Linked DNA regions of Oryctolagus cuniculus: region 2 is linked to region 1. A link is a contact called in public Hi-C data. All regions are on one chromosome and are shown on one strand. Each heading gives the region's core, a stretch centred on a gene start, on an enhancer-like site or on the middle of the called end of the contact. The rest is flanking DNA. Distances are from core to core; before and after follow the strand shown.

Region 1 (7,690 bases), core at 1,432-3,931:
TTCTAAAGCCCGAAGATTTCTGCTAAAAAAAAATGTAACCTGAGAAATTAGAATAACAATAAGGATTATTATGCCGGCGCCGTGGCTCAATAGGCTAATCCTCCACCTTGCGGCGCCAGCACACGGGGTTCTAGTCCCGGTCGGGGCGCCGGATTCTGTCCCGGTTGCCCCTCTTCCAGGCCAGCTCTCTGCTATGGCCAGGGAGTGCAGTGGAGGATGGCCCAGGTGCTTGGGCCCTGCACCCCATGGGAGACCAGGAAAAGCACCTGGATCCTGGCTCCTGCCATCGGATCAGCGCGGTGCGCCGGCTGCAGCGGCGGCCATTGGAGGGTGAACCAACGGCAAAAGGAAGACCTTTCTCTCTCTGTCTCTCTCACTGTCCACTCTGCCTGTCAAAAAAAAAAAAAAAAAAAAAAAGTAACAATAAGGATTATTGAAAATACAATGAAGATGAAAATAACAGTTCAGCACAAGTGAAGTTTAATTAAAACAACTGATGGCACCTAAATATGTTTTAAAAGCCTACTCTTAGTTTTATTATCCTTTCTTGTTCCTAACCCAAAATGAAGATAAACCATAGCTTTCCCAGGGCCAAGGGGGAAAATCAAAAGAAGTGAAATCAGGCACAATACAAGATAGTACAGGTTGTGTGTGCACCATTCTTCATACACAGTCACACAGAAAATTCCCTCCTTGGGGCCAATGTGTGGTGCAGCAGGTAAACCCACCGCCTGTGACGCTGGCATCCCAAATGGGCACAGGTTCCTGTTCCAGCTGCTCCACTTCTGATCCAGCTTCCTGATAATAGTCTGGGAAAGCAGAGGAAGATGGCCCAGGCCCCTGGCCCCTGGCCCCCATGTGGGAGACCCTGATGAAGCTCCTGGCTCCCGCCTTCAGCCTGGCCCAGCACTGGCCATTGCAGCCAACTGGGGAATGAACCAGTGCTTGGAAGATTGCTCTCTCCCTCGCTGTCTGTAACTTTCAGAATAAATAAATAATTAAAAGGAGTGCCAGTTCCGTGGCGTAGCGGGTAAAGCTGTTGCCTGCAGTGCCAGCATCCCATATGGGCACTAGTTCTAGTCCTGGATGCTCCTCTTCTGATCCAGCTCTCTGCTATGGCCTGGGAAAGCAGTAGAAGATGGCCCAAGTCCTGGGGCCCCTGCACCTGTGTGGGAGACCTGGAAGAAGCTCCTGGCACCTGGCTTCAGACTGGCACAGCTCTGGCCGTTGCAGCCATCCAGGGAATGAACCAGCGGATGGAAGACCTCTCTCTCTGCCTCTCCTTCTCTCTCTGTGTAACTCTGACTTTCAAATAAATAAAATCTTTAGAAAAAAAAAAAAAAAAAGGAAAGAAAGTTCCCTCTCTACATTTTAGTGACCCCACAATCCAGTTGTGCAAAGGAGCACAGGTCTAAGGGAACGGCACTTCCGGTTTCTGTGTTCCCAGCAAACCTCAGCTCTCACAAGGTCAAGCCTAAAGTGTTGTTACAGCCACAAATCAATCTTAAGAAGCCCTTACACTTTTCTCTTTTGTTCTTTTTAAAATTCGGTCTGGTTCTCCGGGTGTGGTCTGAGGACCCCTGGCAGGGTCTAGGGGACACTTTCAGGAGCTCCGGCAAATCAAGACACTTTTCCTAGTAACACAAGGCAGTCTGCACCCTGCCACTCTCAGTCCCCAGGCAGAACCGGCGAAGCTTTCTGGAGGCTGCACCAAAGCCCAACTGCAGGGACACAGCCCAGAACCCAGCTGTCTTCCACTAAGCCAGACACGCAAGATTTTTGCAAAAACGCAAACTACTGCCACTCCTTACTAAATCTGTTTTTGTTTTGGAGACTATGGGTAATTTTCAGCAAGTGTTCATTACGTTCCTCCGTAACTAATTTATCCGTGTTACTTTTAAAACAGACTTGTTACTTTTAAACGAGATACTGTCTTATTTTGGAAAACTAGACATAGGTAGCTAACGCCACAAAAACCAAAGCTCTCTGGAGTCCCCCCTCCTTAAGTGTAAAGGGATCGACTCTGGGCGCAAAGCGCTGGAGAACCGCTGCTTAGGTTTCTTGCTTCCGCTCCAAAGAACAAGAGTGCATCCAACTCCTGCCCCTGACTTCAGAGAACCTCATCTAGATCTTCGAAGCCCTGGATGTCGGGGGAGGAATCTCAGTTTAGATGCGGGGCAAATATCCGCGATCTCTGTACCAGCTCAGCCCCCGGTTTCGCGACACAAGCTTCCCGTCATCTTGCGAACAAGAAGGAACGGGTGTTGGAATATACATATGCTCAATATCCTTTCCAGCTCTGACCTCCTACAATTCTTGCTCCTGTCTTTGCCCTGACAGTAGTTTCTGTTTAATCCCATGAGAGGATACGAGGTAAAACCAGCACCCTTTTCCATCACCTCCTTGCAAACAATAGCCCGCGTGAGAAGTACAGGGGAGGCCTCCTGACGGGCAGCAGGGCGGCTGGCAGCAAGACTTGGTGACATCTGACCCCGCCAGCCCGCCCGGCCTCCCCAGCCCGCCTGGTACCTGCCAGAGGCGCCGGCAAACAGACACAACCGCTGACCGCGCCGCCATCTTGCTGCCCCGACCTCCCAGAATTACTTCCGGGGTCACAGCGGCGCCCTCGGATCATAGAGTTTGCAAGAGGAGAGAGCGTATCCTCGTGTTCCGGCACGGGAACTGCCACAGAGACGTGAATTCCCGCTGTTTTATGGGTGAGATGACCCCCGCCCTGGGCAACTCCTGAGCTCGTTAACCTTACGCCTGCCTGTTTCTGAAGTTACCAGGTCACATCAGTGTTCTCCCTTCAAGGCGGGTTTGTCCTGTGGATCCTGTTTTGTTGTAGGAAACCACGTGTTTGGAGAAATACAGTATATTGACAGGTTATCGCTGGGTAGTGAAATAATGATTGATTTGTTTTCTTAAATATTTTCAGAATTTTAACAAAATGTATATTCATTTAAAAAATTTTTAAAAGCCTCCACTACTACAGCGTCCGGGTTCCAATCCCTTACCTTAAAACAATTACCTTCTAGTCAAGGTCTTTAACTCTTACCAGCTTTCCCCAGTGCCAGCCATCTTGTGCACTACGGCCCTAAATATTCCTAAATCATTCTTTTTTGTATGTTCCTCTCATATTTCAGAATTTGCAATGGCTGCCTTCACCTAGGATAACAACCTAAAAGTATTTTGTCTAGTTATTACTGTCACTGTAATTTAGTTTCAAGTAAAAAGGCTTATAATTGGGGTTATAATCTCCCACTTGTGCAGATTTCAGTTTTATTTCCCCAGAGTGCCTTCACATACGCAGTTTATCATAATGGAAAACTCTAGACTTACAATCAGGAGATGTGGTTTCTAATCCCAGGTTTGGCACTTAACTGAGTGGCTTCCCCACCCTGGGACTCAATTTTCTCATGTCAAAAAGAGATGACAATAACAGTTCCTACTTCAAATAGTTGCTCTGAGGGTTCAGTGAGATATACTGACTGTGGTGTTTAGTACAATGCCTGTCACATTATTATGTGTGATAAATGTCATCCACTATTTGTAATACAAAGTTGCTTCTACCTCATCTGCTTCAACAGTTGTTGAAAAGATGAAGAAGATCAAGTTTATGAGAACAAGTCATGGTGTCTAAATAAAGTACTGTGCAGATGTAAAGATATTTTGTTTTTATTCCTTGCAAGTAGGTATTACTTACCCTGTCTTGCGAAAAAGAGAACCAAGGAAGGGGTGGGAAGATTTGCCAAACATCTGACAAGCTGATGAAAGGCCTGGGAATGGAAACCAGTGTTCTTATCCCTCAGGCTGGCCTCAGTCCTCGGGAGGTGTGGCCAAAGTGTCCAGCGTGACCCTACACCCCAGCGTGGAGTGCTTCTGCCGCGGTGGGCTGAGCCCCACCTCGGTGACCTGCCTGCTGTCTTCCGAGTTAGTCTCCCCAGTTCACACGGAGGCAGTCTCTATCAGAGGGCTTTCCAAAGCCTCCCCCCCCACCCCCCCCCAGATGCAGCATTCGCTACCTGCCCCCTTCGGGATAACCTCGCAGCCACAGTGGTGGTGACTACAACTTGCAGGTGACTGTCACTGTGGCATCTAATGTGAAGGTGTGAATTTTACCTGGAGTCAGAGATAAAGTGGCTCACAAAGTCAATGTTGAGTGTCCAGAGTGATCCTGAACCAGTAACTGTCTTCAGAGTCCACCTGAACCAGTGACCACCTTCAGAGTCCTGGTTCGCTGTCTTTTCTTCCCCTGAGTGTGCTGGTTATAATTCGATGATGAGATCCACTTCTATCTGGGTCTTTCTTGGCGGAAAGAACTAGAGGTAGGCACTCTTCCACTGTCTCAAAAGAAGAGGGGGTTTGTTTTATTTTAAAGATTTATTTATTTATTTGAAAGGCGAGTTACACACAGAGAGACAGCTTTCATTCACTCCCCAAATGGCCGCAGATAGGCAGGGCTGGGCCAGGCTGAAGCCAAGAGCTAGGGTGTCTTCTAGGTTCTCCCATGCGGATGCCGGGGCCCCTCTTCCACCGCTTTTCCAGGTCATCAGCGAGGAGCTGGATTGGAAGTGGAGCAGGGGGGAATCGAACTGGCATCCATAGGGGATGCCAGTGTGACAGGAGGCAGCTTAACCCTCTAGGCCACAATACTGGCCCAGAGGGGGCTTATTGTTAAGGACCTGGAAATGTGCTGAAAGCAGCCCAAGGGGCTGGCTCGCAGTCCCTTCTGCAGAGGCCAAACCCGCTCTTTTTACTGGTGGGCTCTCTCTGCTAAGGAAGTTTCTCCTTCCTCAGGGCTTGGCCTTGCGTTTGGCTACTCACTGTTTCCCTTGAATCACCAAGTTTCTAAATTCTTACAATTGTGGACATTTGTTCTGGTCTCTCCACCTTCCTGGGCTAAGCCATGTTGAGTGTCACCAAACAGCCTTAGTCCTAATGGCGTTGGGTCAGGTGCCAATCTGGTCCAATTACCTGGGGGCAAAACCTACAGTGTTTTTTTCCAACAGTTGGGCTGTGGACAGGGCTCTTTGGCCTCGTATGTGGGCTTGGATAGTGTTCTGAATTTGGCCTATCCACTGTGGGTCTCTTCCCTACAGTCTAACCTTTCAAACAGCTAACAGAGGTGAGCAGCAGGCCAGTGATCCTTATCAATGCACTTGGCTTTCTATCCAGGAAAAATAAGAGTAGACCAGTATTTCTAAGTTAAGTCATATTTTGATTGTACCAGTTGTTTCTAAAGACGGCCCTTTCCAAGATTCTCTTACATAGAGGAAGTTACCAAGCCTTTTGCTACTTTATACAGAGGTATCTATGAGCCAGAGATCACTTAGGATTCATTTGGGATGAATTAAAATGTCTTCCTGGCCACATTTTGTTTATGTCCACATTAAAACTCAGCTACGTCTGTACAACCCTGCTGGCTGGCTGCGGCTGAGCAAACTGGACTGGGAATCCATGGGATTCAGAATCGACTTTAGGGAAACTCAAAGGTGCTCCCTTTCTCTCTGCAACCCTCCCCCGCCCCCAAATAAGCATACATGGAAGACTAGAGAAGTGATTAACAGTTGCAGAGCACCTGCTATGAACAGCTGTGTGTGTGTGTGTGTGTGTGTGTGTGTGTGTGTGAGGTTAGGGAGTTTAGCATATTATGAAACACGACCTTTGCTCTTTGCAGTGGTGGGACTGATCAGTTCCCGGTCCCTGTACGTTCCTTCCAGGCGTTACAGTTCTTGGCAGGAAGCACTCGTCATGTACAGCCATCTTCATACACGCGCTTCACCATGTTTAAAACAGGATGCAGGGGCCGGCGCTGTGGCGTAGCGGGTAAAGCCGCATCCTGCAGTGCCGGTATCCCCTATGGCCGCAGGTTTGAGTCCTGGCCGCTCCACTTCTGATCCAGCTCTCTGCTATGGCCTAGAAAAGCAGTGGAAGATGGCCCAAGTCCTTGGGCCCCTGCAGTGCAAGGGAGACCTGTAAGAAGCTCCTGGCTCCTGGCTCCTGGCTTCGGATTGGAGTAGCTGCGGCCATTGCGGCCAAGTGGGGAGTGAACTAGCGGATGGAAGACCTCTCTCTCTGTCTCTCTGTCTCTCTCTCTGCCTCTCCTTCTCTCTCTGTGTAACTTTGACTTTCAAATAAATAAATAAATATTAAAAAAAAAAAAACAGGATAGAATAGTGCGTGGGACACGGTGGCTCATGAGAACTTCCTGGAAGAAGACTGGATGCATATACATTGCTTGGAGACTAATGGTTCTTTTATTTGATGCAGGATTGTCTAAGCCAGACAGCTAAAATGCATGTAAAAAAACAAACCAAGATCAAGGTCTTGCCCAGGCATACCTCAAAGGAAATTCTTCATGCAATGCAAAATTTCAAATTTGTCCTCAAATTGGCTGTCTACCATTAAAAAGGAAACACAATTAAAATTTACAAATCTAGATTTAAAATAGAAACGAATCAAGATGGGTAGGGACTTCGTGGAGGATTTGTTAGGAAAAGAGGCGTGGAATAGAGAGGAGGCAGTGTACGAATTTACAGCCAGAATAAAATAAATTTACAGAATTTATTCAGAGAAAATAAATTCCGAGAGATGGTGACCAGCTGCCCACGTGCACACTGCTGGAACCTTCGGCAGAAGGCCTCGACCTCCAGGGGCCGGGTCATCTTATATTTCAGGAGAGTTAGGGGTGGGGGTGGGGTGGGGGCAGCAGGCTGAGGGGAATTCCTGGAACTGGGCGGGGCCTTGGGAACCTAAAAGAATGCAGGGTGGGGTATGAAGGCAATAGGGTGGGAGACCCAACAGAGAGTCAAGGGCAAGGAATACATTCCAGTGTTTATGGATCTCTTGGGCAGTGAGCAAGAATGGCTGAGGCTTATGTCTTTGTTCCATCAGGATTTACTGTAGGGAGTCTCTGTATGATACTGGTCTCTTAAACAACAGCTTGAGTAATAGACCGAGACCACTGTTGGTAGCAGAAATGTTAGCCTTATCTAGCATTGAGGAGTTACATCAGTGGCTAGAAAGAAGGAAGTTTTAAGCCAGAAGAAACTCAAAAAGATAATATTTTTATTTTTCAGAGCAGCTGATGCAATATTGAATCAGGTTTTCACAAATAAATATAACAGTGTCTATTTGGTTACATCTCTATTTGATGAAGGCCCACCTATAGGACTTGGCATACATTTCCGTGAAGGCTAATGACTGGAACCTGCGACAGAAAATTCTCCTGGTTCCGTTTCTGACAAAGTACTGTGAGAATTTTAAAAAGATGCTTGTCCCTCAGGGGAAAAACAACCTAGAATGCCCCAGTTTTGTTTTGTTTTTTAAGGAATGCACCTTTTCAGGACAAGTCTATAAAACATTTTTATTTATTTGTTACATATGATGTTTAAATATAACTTTGCTTTCAAGCTTCAAACTTTTTTTTTAACCCCTGGTAAAATAAGACTTTTGGTTCACCTTAACAAAAACTGACCTAGGAAGAAACATTTTTAGCAAAATGTTATAAAATTCACTAGAAAATACTGTCCTCTTGTTTTTGTTTTTGTTTTTTTGCCAAAATGTTACATAAAATCCTTATTAAAAATACACACGTTACAAAAGAAAAATTATGAATATGCTATACATAGTGCTTTGATATGAACCAAGGGACTTGCATTCCGGCAACACAGTTAAGCACACGAGA
Region 2 (7,690 bases), core at 2,408-4,907, 260 kb before region 1:
AATGGGTAATCCACCTCCTACAACACTGACTTCCATGCTGGACTGCTAGTTTTGAGTCCCAGCTACTCCACTGCTGTTTCAGTTTCCTGCCAATGTGCTTGGGAAGGCAGAAGATGACCCAGATACTTGGGCCCTGCTACCCACGTGGGAGTCCAGAATGCAGCTCCCAAACCTGGCTATTGTGGTCATTTGGAGAGTATTCCAGTAGATGAATGATCTCTCTCTGTCATTCTTTCAAATAAATAAGCATTTTTAAGTCCATTTTGGTACAAAAAATTTTTGAAATCTATGCATATTTTTTCATTATATGCTTTTTTGGGGCTGGTGCTATGTCAAAGCAGATAAAGCTGTTGCCTGCAGCACCAGCATCCCATTTGGGTACTGGTTTGAGTACCAGTTATTCCACTTCCAATCCAGCTCCCTACTAATGCACCTGGGAAAGCAATGGAAGATGGCCCAAGTGCTTGGGTCCCCACACCCATGTGAGAGACCCAGAAGAAGCTCCTGGTTTTTGATTGGCCCAGCTCCAGCCGTTGTGGCCATTTACAGAGTGAATCAGTGGATGGAAGATCTCTCTGTCTCTATAACTCTGCCTTCACATAAAATAAATCTTAAAACAAAATATGTATTTTAGACTCTTCACATGCATGTCCAAACTCATTAAGATTATGCACTGAATATATACAATTAAATATATACAATTCTTTGTCTATCACTTATACCTCAAAGCTTAAAAAAAGTTCTAAAGGCAGAAAAACAAAAATATCCCCGGTCTAAGAAATAAAAGACCAAGAATGAATAAATTTACAAAGACATCTTGCCATGTGTTCTGGAATACACAAAAGCATAAGGAACTCTCATTAATGCCCGTGAATTCCAAGGCACATTCCAGCCGTCCTACATACCCATCTCACTGACCTTGGCTTCCAAGGGTAGAGGCAGCCGTGTGATAAGTCTCACAATCCACACAAAACGTTCCTTGCTTCTCTGCCCCAAGCATCTCCAATTTTCGGGTGAGGAGCTCCACGGTCTGCTGGACACTCTTGCCCTCGGCCACAGGCATCTGGGACACACTGGGAAGGAGAGAACCACAGTGTCAGTACCCAGACACACACATACTCACTTAGCCATTCTATCCACAGAACTGTGGCTCAGCCAAGCCAGAAGCTACGACCCCACCCCTCCCTCACGTTGTAAAGATGCGGAAATAGAAGCCGCCAGCCAGCCAGCGCCGCGGCTCACTAGGCTAATCCTCCACCTAGTGGCACCGGCACACTGGGTTCTAGTCCCAGTCGGGGAGCTGGATTCTGTCCCGGTTGCCCCTCTTCCAGGCCAGCTCTCTGCTGTGGCCAGGGAGTGCAGTGGAGGATGGCCCAAGTGCTTGGGCCCTGCACCCGCATGGGAGACCAGGAGAAGCACCTGGCTCCTGCCATCGGATCAGCGCGGTGCGCCGGCTGCCGGCTGCGGCGGCCATTGGAGGGTGAACCAACAGCAAAGGAAGACCTTTCCCTCTCTCTGTCTCTCTCTCTCACTGTCCACTCTGGCTGTCAAAAAAGAAAAAGAAAGATTTTGGTGCCAAAACATTGCATAGTTTTTCATAATACATACTTTCTGTGAACTTTCTGAAGTACTTTCAGAGAATCCCTGAAGCTACAAGGGACAGAGGTCCTAGGATTTTGGAAAAGTTGATAAGGGCGCCCCCAGGAATGGCCGGCAACAAAGCCAGGAACTTCATCAGGTCTCCCACGTGGGTGCAGGGGCCCAAGGTCTTGGGCCATCTTCTACTGCTTTCCCAGGCCATTACAGAGAGCTGGATTGGAAGTGGAGCAGCCAGGACTTGAACCAGTGCCCATAAGGGATGCCGGCACTGCAGGCAGTAACTTAATCTGCTACACACAGTCCCAACCCCTGTGCTGCAACTTTTCCACCTCCATCCCGCACCAGCACCCTCACTCTGCAGGGCTTGGGAGGGTTGTGGTAGGGGAAACAAGAGTGCAAGCCCCAGAAACCCCTGGCTACTGGGAGAAATTGTGTTCCCTCTACCCCCAACTATTTTTAAAAGAGAAGCCTAGGGGGCCAGTGCTGTGGTGCAGTAGGTTAATCCTCCATTTGTGGTGCCGGTATCCCATATGGGTGCCGGTTCGAGTCTTGGCTCCTCCTCTTCCAATCCAGCTCTCTGCTATGGCCTGGGAAAGCAACAGAAGATGGCCCAAGCGCTTCGGATTGGCGCAGCTCCAGCCATTGGGGCCATCTGGGGAGTGAACGAGCAGATGGAAGACCTTTCTGTCTCTCCCTCTCACTGTCTGTAACTCTACCTCTCAAATCTTTCAAAAAAGAGAAAAAAAAGAGAAGCCTATAACTCCTGGCTTCAGATATCCTGGCCTCCAGGCCTCTCTGATGAGATGCTCACAACCAAGACTTAAAAAAAAAAAAAAAAAGAAGAAGAAGAAAAAAGGTGCAGAGACCCAGCACCTTGGAACTAAGGTCTCCAAGATCCCTGGGTTCATACCCTTCCCCTCCACCCCATCCTCTTCCATCTGGGTTTGAGAACATGTTCAGAGATTTAAAAGTCCATTGGGGGCCAGTGCTGTGGCGTGGAGGGTAAAGCAGCTGCTTGTAGAGCTGGCATCCCATGTGGGTGCCGATTTGAGAGCCGGCTGCTCCACTTCCGATCCAGCTCTCTGTCATGGCCTGGGAAAGCAGTAGAAGATGGCCCAGGTGCTTGGGCCCCTGCACCCCCATGGGAGACCTGGAAGAAGCTACAGGCTCCTGATCGGCCCAGCTCCGGCTATTGCAGCCATTTGGGGAGAGAACCAGCAGATGGAAGCTCTCTCTCTGCCCCTGCCTTTCTTTAACTCTGCCTTTCAAATAAATAAATCTTTTTTTTTTTTAAGTGCACTGAAACTGAATCAACCGTATAAACGTAGTAGGAGGCAGGTCATGAGGAAGTAAAGTGTCTGGAAACCTGATCTTCTAATTCCCAGTAGTTTCCATTTTGATCCTGTAGACCCGAATGAGAACCAGATACAGGCTGATTATTGGGTGGCTACAGGTAGGGGGAGGCGAACACACAAACACCGCCTCGTTGCCTATCTCCTATCAGCTTTAACCCTACCTGCGGGTGGGTTCTAGTCTGAAAAGCCCTGTTTCCGACCTCGAAGTCCCACTTTCTGCACTACTAGGATTTCAAGGGTAGCAAGACGTACCAAGAAAAAGAGAAGAGGGTACACAACCCATGCATAAGGTTCCTGAGATAAAACCTTTTCCTTGCTTCCTTCCAGGAGCAATGGGGCCCATTAGGGCCCGAGACTCACGGCCCTTAGAGTGCCCACATCCACGCAGCCCGAGGGCATTTTGCTCAGCTCCCGGAGAACGGCGGACTTCAGTCCCCGACCCTCCAGGTTTCAAGGGACCTTCACGACCCAAGTCCCGCCCCATAAAACCCTTTGTGATCCTACCAGGTCACTCCCATAGCGTCAGGCCTGGAAAGCGGCACGACCACACAGCCGAAACAGCGCTCTCCCGAAGCCCACAAGAACTAAAAACTACCGCAGGCTCGGGTCGCGGGAGGGGCTCCGGAAGTACGTAAAAACAGAGCGCCGGTTAGACGCACCAGCAGCGACTCTGGGTGACGCCTCCAGTGAGGTCATCGGCCCGATTCCCAGCCCCTCCCCTGGCTTGCAGTTCCGGAAGTTTCCGTTTGGTTGGCCACCCTGGTCCTAGATCCAGAAAGCTAGGAAAGCGTGGCCCGGGCTGCCACCATTTAGAGACGTCAACGTCAAAGGCAATGCATTTGTTCCGGGCTCCGGCTCCAGGACTCGGGAGTTCCCTGCGGGAGTGCAGTGGTGCTGGCTGCTTTTCTGGCCTCCGAACGCGTAGGGGCGCTGTGAGCGCGTGGCCTCTCGGCACAGACCTGGGCGTTCATTGCCGAGCGCACATCCTGGGCTGTCGCCGTACCCACGTGTGAGTTTGCCGGGCCGCATTATCGAGAAAAATGCCGAAATTCAAAGCGGCCCGTGGGGCTGGGGCTCAGGAAAAACACGCGCCCCTGGCCGAGCAGATCCTGGCTGGGAACGCGGTGCGGTCAAGTGCCCGGGAAAAGCGGCGGGGCCGCGGAACCGGGGAAGAGGAGGAAGAGTATGTGGGGCCCCGGCTGAGCCGGCGGATTTTGCAGCAAGCACGGCAGCAACAGGAGGAGCTGGAAACCGAGCACGGCTCTGGGGACGGGCCCGCCAAGCCTCGGGAGCGCGCCACGCGGCTGGGTGAGCGTCCGCGGGGAAGGCAGTAGTTGGGTTGGGGGGTGGACGGCCCACAGGTGTCCGGCAGGGGAGTACCTTGGATTCAAAACCGGGTTGCACGTTGCTCTCTACCGAGAGCAGGGCAGGTGGAAGACCGAACCCTGCAGGCCCGCTCCCTGTTTTTAGTGCTCCTTTCGCCGCGTCCCGCAAGTTAGGCCAATAGGAAGTGATGGCTCAGGCCACCAAGTTCTCCTAGCATTTGTCCAACGGTTTTGTAAATATGGGATGCTCGCTACCGGCTTTGCACGATGCTGGGAGTTTTGATGGATTGCGTGCAGAAATAAACAAGATATAGCTCGGGACCTTACAGTCTAAACCAAGAGAGAGACAATTAGAACAGTAAATTCCATGGGAAAGAAAGTCTCGTTTCTCTGGAAACGATAGCATTCGTGTAGGGGTCAGAGTTGCCCAGCCTGGAAGCTGAGACCTGAAACCGAATGTTCATAACAGAAAAAGCAGTATTGTTTAGGGGCCAAGTGGAGGGAGAGATGATTGAAAAATGTTGACTGTTTTCTCATAGGGGAGAAGCCTTGACCTCTGAGTTGTTTAACCGACTTCTCAGAGCTTATCTTATTTGTAGAAAAGCAGTATTTGACGCAATTGAACCCTGCTCTTCTGGCTACAGTATCTTTATCTGAAAGGCAGAGAGAGAAAACTTGCTTCCCCTAATCTACTTCCCAAACGCCTGCTGCCTGCTACGGCCAGGGCTGGGCCAGACCAAACCTGGAACTCAGTGTAGTTCTTCCGGGTGGGTTGCAGGGACACAATGACTTGAGCTCCCTCCTGTTGTCTCTCAGGGTCTATATTAGTGGGAAGCCTGAATCTGCAGTGGAACCAGGACTCGAACCCTGGCATTCAGTTATGGGATGTGGGTTTCCTAAGCTGTTTCTTTCTTTTTTTTCTTTTTTTAAGATTTATTTATTTACTTGAAAGGAAGAGACACAGAGATCTTTTATCCACTAGTTCACTCCCCAAATGGTCACAATGACTGAGCTGGGCCGGGCCAAATCCGGAGCTCCATCTGGGTCTCCTTGGCTTTTGCAGGCATTTGAAACTTCCTGTTCAAGTTTCATGATTTAACTACCATCTATTTAGTGAGTGTTACCTACTTTTTATTCCAGCCCTGATCTCTTCCAAGAAACTCAAAATTTTTTTATCTATTTATTTGAAATCTTGTATCCACTGGTTCATTCCCCAGATGGCGGCAACCAGCAAGGCTTCATCCCGGTCTCCCCTGTGGGTGCCGGGGCCCAAGCACTTGGGCCATCTTCTGCTGCTTTCCCCAGGCAATTAGCAGGGAACTGGGTCAGAAGTAGAGCAGCTGGGACTTGAACTGGCTTCATATGGGATGCTGGTGTCATAGGCAGCAGCTTCCTTCACCTGCTACACCACAACACCAGCCCCTGAAGCCCAAATTCTTATATTCAGCTGCTATTGGGCATCTCTCATTTGACATGTAAAAGACATCTCAAACTTACCATGTCCAAAACAAACTCTGACTCCCACACCTGGTCCTCCCCTGTCCTTGGTCTCCCTCCCCCTCCCTTTCTTTTCCCCCTCCTGTCTCCATGTCTTATTCATTAGGAAGTTCTGATGACCACCTCCGCCACCTTAGAAACGCCATCATGTCCAAGCCGCCATGTTCTGCGCTCGGGTTATTGTGGTACCCTCCTAACCACGATCCTGTTGCCCCTACAGCTACAGGGTTCTAATAGTGCACAGTGCCCTGTGTGATCTACCTCTATTACCGTCTGACCGCCGGCTTCTTTCCCTTTGTCCTCTACTCCACCATACAAATCTCATTGTTCCTTCTAAACATGGGCAGTTGGAGCCTGTGCCTGGCTGTTCCTTCTCCTGGATTAGTCTACTCCATTGCCTGCAGGCTTGCAGTTTATCTATTTGAAAGGCAGAGTCACAGAGAGGCAGAGAGAGGTCCCATTTGCTGGTTCACTCCCTGGGTGGTCACAACAGCCAGAACTTAGCAGATCCAAAGCCAGGAGCCGGCAGCTTCCTCCTGGTCTCCCACACTGGTACAGGGGCCCAAGGGCCTGGGCCATCTTCTAATCTTGTATTGCTTTCCCAGGCCACAGCAGAGAGCTGGATCAGAAGTGGAGCAGCTGGGACTCGAACCGGCACCCATATGGATGCCGGCACTGCAGGCAGTGGCCTCACCCACCACAGTGCTGGACCCCTCTGTACTTCTGACTTCTCTACTCTGTGTTTTGTCTTAGTACTTCTCTTCTTTTAATCCAATATATTTATATATTACGTCTATTTTTTATGTTTTTCTCCTCCAGTTAGAATGTAAGCTCTGTGAGGTCAACAATTTCTGTTTCTCTTGTTCACTGCTAACCTTCCAGCACTCTTACCAGTGCCTCACATGTAGCAGACACTCGATGTTCGCTGAGTAAATGGACTAATGAATGATGGTGAGGTAGGTAGGTAGGTGCCAAACCTGCAGAGCTCTTGGAGAGCATGCCCAGAATTGAAAGCCTTTCTAACAATGATGGGAAGCTGTGGGAGGGGTTTGAGTGCAGAACTGACCAAATCAAATGTGCGTTGCTGGCAGATTACTCTCCCTGCAGAGTGAAGAATGCAGTGGAGGGAAGTGAGACAAACATTAAGGGACTGCTGAATTAATCCAGCAAAAGATGCTGCAGATGGAGGCTTAGCCTGGGCTGTCAAGGACTTGAGAGACAGTCTGTGAGGTAAAATTCTGGGGACTAGGAGTTGGTAGTTGATTGGAGGTTGAAGGTGAGGGCAGGGCATGAGGCAGGGCTGCTTCCCAAGCTCAGTGTTGAGTCCGGGATGGTGCCGTTTACCCAGCTTTGGAGGACTGAGCAGTGTAGACCGTGAGGGAAGGGAATGAGTTCTCTTGATGAAGGTGGAGTTTGAGGTGCCTGTGAGTCTTCCCCAAGCAGCTGTTCCACGAGGCACCTGGAGTCAGCATCTGGAAGTAAGAATGGAATGGAGAAAAATGTCTGCCTCCCATCCCAATGGAGCTTTAGAATTTTTTTTTTTTTTTGAAGATTTATTTATTTATTTGAAAGGCAGAGTTACAGAGAGGCAGAGAGAGAGAGGTCTTCCATCCGCTGGTTCACTCCCCAGAGGGCTGCAGTGGCTGGAGCTGCACCGATCTGAAGCCAGGAGCTTCTTACAGGTCTCCCACACAGATGCAGGGGCCCAAGTGGCTTTACTTGCTGTGCTGGCCCCTAGAATATTTTTTTAAAATTCATTTTTGGGACTGGTGCTGTGGCATAGTGGGCTAAGCCTTTGCTTGCAATGCCAGCATCCCATATGGGCACTGGTTCAAGTCCCAGCTGCTCCACTTCTGATCTAGCTCTCTGCTATGGCCTAGAAAAGCAGTAGAAGATGGTACTAGTCCTTGGGCC

What was found. Hi-C and Micro-C count contacts between places; a contact is called where the count stands out from the background.
Region 2: a contact with region 1 is called in a Hi-C map of an unstated tissue, with 5 times the contacts expected there. The contact joins the promoter of BYSL here to the promoter of MRPS10 in region 1. A contact is called at or near these places in 2 of 6 Hi-C or Micro-C datasets (ear pinna and an unstated tissue).

Annotation. Positions count from the first base shown.
Region 1 is chr5:127,720,351-127,728,040 of mOryCun1.1, reverse strand. It overlaps MRPS10 (mitochondrial ribosomal protein S10), which reads right to left and starts at 2,681. Exons shown (of 7, transcript XM_008262916.4): 1 at 2,530-2,681. The coding sequence starts at 2,577.
Region 2 is chr5:127,985,780-127,993,469 of mOryCun1.1, reverse strand. It overlaps BYSL (bystin like), which reads left to right and starts at 3,657. Exons shown (of 7, transcript XM_002714398.5): 1 at 3,657-4,262. The coding sequence starts at 3,995. MED20 (mediator complex subunit 20) reads right to left here and starts at 3,612. Exons shown (of 5, transcript XR_517896.4): 1 at 3,459-3,612; 2 at 919-1,073.